2 separate regions of the Macaca mulatta genome follow, and region 2 is linked to region 1. The links are chromatin contacts, called in public Hi-C maps. All regions are on one chromosome and are shown on one strand. Each heading gives the region's core, a stretch centred on a gene start, on an enhancer-like site or on the middle of the called end of the contact. The rest is flanking DNA. Distances are from core to core; before and after follow the strand shown. Region 1 holds the start of LARGE1 (LARGE xylosyl- and glucuronyltransferase 1). Region 2 overlaps LARGE1 (LARGE xylosyl- and glucuronyltransferase 1).

Region 1 (2,778 bases), core at 110-2,609:
AATAAAACCAGCAGGGGAGGGGCGTGTTGTGCGTGCACGGGGTGTGTGTTTGGGGTGGGGGAAACAGAATGTAGTTTCCTCAGAGGAACAGGAAGCCTTGGACAGGATTCTTGGAAACTGAGCCCAGAAAGATGCCGTCAGAGCCCTTCAGCGGGGCTCCTCACAGACTCCAGCTGCCCCACACCATGCCCACCTCTGAGAGAAGCGGCGACCCGAGGCGGGGAAACTTCCCACTTCTCACGACGGCTGTTTTGTGCAATTTGGGGAGCACGCTGCATGGTCCTGCAAGCCTGCGAGCGTCTCTAACACGGCAGCTGCGAGTCCGTCCCGCTTCCCTTCCCCCTCTTTCCGCGAGGCACGCCAAACCCGAGGCGGCCGGGAGCGGCCGGGGTGGGGGGGAAGAAGGGCGGGGAGCTCTCAGCTTGCACCCTTTCATCCCGACCCGGCCCGGGATCCCGGCTCCGGGTGTTGCTTCCGCCTGCCTGCCAGCGAGCTGAAGAAGCACTGGGGCGGAGTCTCGCCGGGGGGCGGAGCCTTGCGGGGGCGAACTTTCGGTCCGCGCGGCTGCGGAGCTTGCCATTGGTCGGCCGCTCGGTCACGGGGTCGGAGGCGGGCGCCAAGGAGGGCGCCGGCCCCGCCCCCGCTCGGAACCCAGCCCCGGTTCGCGGTCCCCCCCGGCTGCACAGACATGACACAGACACACAGTCACTGCAGCTGCTGAGCGAGTCCGGAGCTCTGGGCACGCGGAGGCGGCGGGGCCAGCCCGAAGCCCGGACCCCAGCGCCCGCCCCTGTCGGCCCCAGCTCGGCAGCCCCCTCCTGACCGGGCGCGGGAGGCGGGGATCGCGCGCCGGCTCCGGCCAGCGGCGCCCGGCTGCCCGTGGCGGCTGCAGCGGCCGCCCAGCTCCGAGCGCCGGGCGCTCCGGGAAGCCGGCGCATCTCGGAGGCGGCGGCGGCCGAGGCCGGCGAGCGCTCCCGGCGGCGGGGGCCGCCTGCCTCGGCTCCCCGCACCCACCGCACCGCGATCCGCTCGCCGCGCCTCCGCTCCCGTGACCTTCCCGCGGCGCCTCCCCTAGCCCCGCGCCCCCGGCCCCGCGCCCCAGGCCGGGGCGAGGCCCTCTCCGGCGCCTCCTTCCCGCGGAGCCCCTGGCGGGCGGCGCAGGCCCTGGGGGAGAGCGCGCCGCGGCCGGCTGCAGCCCCCCCCCCGCGCCGCCGCGCTCGGCGCCTGGCCCGGCCGGTGTGTTCCTGCCCCGCCGCCGCTCTGGAGCCCGGGCGCCCGAAGCTGGGGGCGCGGCCGCGCTCGCCTCGCCGGGCCGTTCGCGGGCAGGCCCTGCCCTGAAGGGACGAATCGGCTGGGAGCGCGGGAGGTGGAGTCGGCCCCGGCGGCCGCTCCCTGGACCCAACCCGAGGCGGACCCAGGCCCCTGCCCATGCGGGGCGCCCCTGGCTCGGAAGAGTCCCCCGGGCCGGGAGCAGCTCCAGGCAGCGGCCCCGGAGGAAGAGGAAGAAGGGACAGTGCTCAGCTTGGGCGACCCGGACCCTCGCCGCGGCATTTGGAGCCGGGGGCAGTCCCGAACTCTGCGATTGGCACCGCCGCTCCGAGTAGGGCAGCGCCTGCCGGGACCCTGACCCGGACCCCGTGCGCCTCGTAGGCGGCGGCGCCGCCGCGCCACCCGGTTCTTCCGCGTCTCCCTCTGCCTGGCGGCAGTCACGGCTAAGGTAAGAGCCCCGGAGTGCGAGAGTCGCCGCGGGGGCGCCGTGGTGTGCAGCGCCGGACAAGTTCTCCGAACCTGTCGCTGGTACCCCCTGTACTCGGGATGCCGGCGGGGAGGCCGGGCACACCCTCTGCTGCCCTGGCCGGGAGCCCTGGAGAGGCTGGAGGTGGAAGCCCTCAGTCTCCGACGTCCCGAGGACCCCCTCAGGGCCTGCTCCGCTTCTGGGCACACAGGCTGCTGGCAGGGGAGCGAGCCGGGAGTTGTTTCTGGTTAACACCAGGAGTGCATGTGACCGATACTCGCACCCGGGGCCTCACTTGTTAGCGGTGAGCACCTGTAGTTTGCGGAGCCTGCCGTGTTTGGAGAGGCCCGTCTTGGGCGGTACACAACTACCTTTCCTGGTGTGATGCTGTGAATAACTTTTCTTGTTTCTTCTTGCAGACAGTCCGGGGCAATTTGGGGGCGAGCAGCTACAGCTTGCGAGTCCCTCTTTAGGACAGAGTGGTTGGTTGGCATTGCTATCTGTAGGGGGGAACCCAGCCAGCATGTCCTTCCTATTAGGCAAAGCTGCTTGTGAGGAGTGATCAGTGTACAGCTATCCAGACATTCTTGTAAATGTCACTACTTTTGAAGTTTTGGAGTGAGGACTCCAAAGTTTGTGTATCCTCAAGTTATTTAGTTCATTGCCTTATCCTCTTTTAAATGTTCCTCTTAAGGAACCTCAGTTGTACAAGCCTGTCCTTGCCTGTTTGAAATTTATTAAACCTATGAGCTTCCCCCAGAACAATCTGATTTTAAGTGGGTCACTTCGGAGGGAACAGATTGTCTCTTGTACACTGAATCCATCCCTTGGGTGACCCTGTTTAATGGGGATGGATTTTTTTTTTTTTTTTGTCCCTATGCTGATGTACCTCGGTTGAGCAGGTTTCTGCTGAATTCAGAATCCGTGAATTTTGTCACTCAGTCCATTAAAATGATCTCCTGAGGGAGCAAAATAGCAGCTTACATTTTCCGTGAATGTCACTGGAAGTTTTACAGGGTCTTATGTAAGTGCCCAGAGAGAGA
Region 2 (2,778 bases), core at 153-2,652, 250 kb after region 1:
CTACCAGCTTACTTTCTAGTACCGTTTAGCCTTGCTGATTGCACCAGTTAAACCAGTTAAACGGTATGCTTAGTATTATCAAGCTTATTATGGCATATCTTTACCTACAATTAACAAATACAGTTTAATTAATTATTCCATAGAGCAGTGAAATATGAGTGCAGGAAGGAGTGTTTCTATAAGAAATAAGAAGTTGTGTGTTTTGGAACAGTAGCCTAAAGGCAAATTGCCTTAAAAAGAGCTGTCAAATAAAATGTTGGCAAGACAACTAAAAAATGGGGGAAAAGATCAAAATAGGAAAGGAATTCTGTACTCTGATTAGTTTACAGATATCTTTTAAGTTTACCCCACACTGTAAAAACAAACAAACAAACAAAAAAAAACCAAGATAAAAGTGTGTGGCAATGTCTTCGAGATTTATGCAAGGAAGGCAGTGTAGGATTTCAGACAGCGGGCCTGTCCTTACAGAAAAGGCCTTTGCCCCCTATCCAAAAATTGTCCAATGAATGCACGTTTGTATGTGATAAGCTAAAGTGTTCCTAGTTTATACATGCCTTGATGGTACTGTATAAGAGTATGCCTATTTTTACCCCCATTTAACAGGTGACAGTGAGGACCAGGGGATCATGATCTTAACCAGTGACGAAGAGACCCCGAGTTAATCATTTATATTATTTGTTAATCCTGTTGTCTGCTTCTGTCTTTCGAATGGTTTAAGTATAATTTTAGGCACCTTTTCTTGGGCCCAGTGGCTTTCTCATTACAATCAGGCTGTAGTGCCTACAACTGACACTGGTGTTTAGAAGTCTGTGATTTTTCAGGCCGGGCTAAGGCCGATGTCCCTGGCTTTTCTCCTGGGAGTGATGGCTTTTCTGTTAAGGCGTCCTTTCCTGTAGGAGGAGGAGCTCAGTGACTTTCCTCACAAACTGAGATAAACGTCACGATAGAGATAAGCCATCAGATACTTCGAATTTGATGCTGTTTGCATTTCCTTCTGGCTTGTTCTTTGGGGCTGACGCTTCTTAGTCCACAGGTGCAAAGATGGAAAAAAGTGTCAGGAATATGTGAGAAGGATGGAAGCCTTCTTTCTGGAGAAACTCATATAACACTCCCATCAGCCAGCAAAACAACCCAGGTGTGTGTAGATGCGAGGGTGTGTGCACGTGGGTGCGTGCACCGGGCTGAGTAATTATAACCCTTACAGAGGCTTATTGTGGTGGAATGCAGCCTTCTGGGATCTGGAGAGCGAGAGGTCTCTTATGTGAGCTCTGGATTTTGACAAATGGCATATTTTGGGATGTGGGGTTTATTTCTGCTGAATATCTGGCTTGATTAGCGTGGAGAAGCACATGCAAAGCAGGCTGGAGCCCCACCCACCCAAGCCTCCCCAGTGCTGTACAATCAGGAAGTGCATTCTCACTCCCATTGTGGCTTTGGAGGGAAGTGTGCTTTACATATGCAAATGCAAGCCCCAAGTTTCACTTAATAATTATCAGCTGGAGATTCTATTGATGAGCAGCTGAAGCTACTCATCAGGAGAGAAACTGTGAATTAACCATTTCTAGACCATCCTAGAGACTGCTGCCTCAGACCAGCCTCTGAATCCACTGGTGATTGCAGAAAAAGATTTCTGATTCCCCCTGTGTGTCACTTCTCCTGTCTGACCTGAGCCTGGCAGCTGAGACCTCCTGACCCCTTTTATTATCATGTATGCATCTCTTCCCTGCTCCTACCTCCTTTCTGTTTTGTAGGCTACAGAAGGCAGAATAGATCCATCTCTATTGGCAGTAGCAGGCTTGCTTACAGCTCTAGAAGTAATGGCCTCATGCACTCTCTGCAGTCGCTCTCCTGCTTAGGCAGCTGCCAGTGTCCTTTTGAAAGGACACAGGACAACTCAGGCAGGGTAGCCAGGGTGTTCAGATTAAGATGTCAGGAAATCGCCTTCTTTCTGATTCTTCTTTCCTTTCTTTCTGCATCCATGCTTGCCCTCTGAGTGTAATAATAGTATACTTGGGCTGCTTTATCAGCCTCGCTTGTTTTTGCTGGGCCTTGGTAGAGTTCAGCAGACTGTTAAAAATGGTATGATTTGATGTTCCCCTTCCTGTGTCCGAGTGACTTAAAGCATAATAATAATAAAAAAATTTAAAAAATTTTTTTAAATGGTATGATTTGGATTCTCTTGGTTATTCATCTTTCTGCACTGAGTTCCTTACTTTCCTGAATCTTGTTGAAATGAGGCTGCTGCTTGTCTTTTGTACAAGTGGTATCTCGCAAGAGGGTATCCTCAGCTTGTTGCATAGAAGGACAACCTTTATTTCCTGGAAAGAGATATTAGATGCAGAAAGTAAAATGAAAATCAAAGTTTTTTTGGAGTCAATTTGATCTTTTTTTAAATAACTTCTTTTTGCAGTAAATCTTGCAAGTTACTTAAGCCCAGTGAGGCTCTATGTCTGCTTTTTTCTTTCTTTTTCTTAAGATGGAGTCTCGCTCTGTCGCCCAGGCTGGAGTGCAGTGGCGCGATCTCTGCTCATTGCAAGCTCCGCCTCCCGGGTTCACACCATTCTCCTGCCTCAGCCTCCTGAGTAGCTGGGACTACAAGTGCCCGCCACCACGCTCAGCTAATGTTTTTAAAGTAGAGATGAGGTAATTATCTGTGTTAGCCAGGATGGTCTCTATCTCCTGACCTCGTGATCCACCTGCCTCGGCCTCCCAAAGTGCAAGATTTACAAGCGTGAGCCACCGCGCCTGGCCCTGTTTTTGCTTCTTTAAAACAGGGAC

The links. A called contact is a pair of places that touch in the nucleus more often than the background predicts.
Region 2: a contact with region 1 is called in a Hi-C map of fetal cortex germinal zone, with 4 times the contacts expected there. The contact joins the enhancer-like site here to the promoter of LARGE1 in region 1. A contact is called at or near these places in 2 of 14 Hi-C or Micro-C datasets (fetal cortex germinal zone and fetal cortical plate).

Annotation. Positions count from the first base shown.
Region 1 is chr10:17,613,958-17,616,735 of T2T-MMU8v2.0, forward strand. LARGE1 (LARGE xylosyl- and glucuronyltransferase 1) reads left to right here and starts at 1,360. Exons shown (of 15, transcript NM_001260905.1): 1 at 1,360-1,717.
Region 2 is chr10:17,866,004-17,868,781 of T2T-MMU8v2.0, forward strand. The region is part of intron 2 of LARGE1 (LARGE xylosyl- and glucuronyltransferase 1); the gene reads left to right. Among named protein-coding and RNA genes, the nearest start is that of LARGE1, 250 kb to the left of the region's middle. Within about 2 kb of position 1,403, at least 5 of the 40 cell types and tissues checked have an H3K27ac peak or open chromatin away from gene starts, as enhancers often do. A contact at or near this core is called in fetal cortex germinal zone, where this site is marked.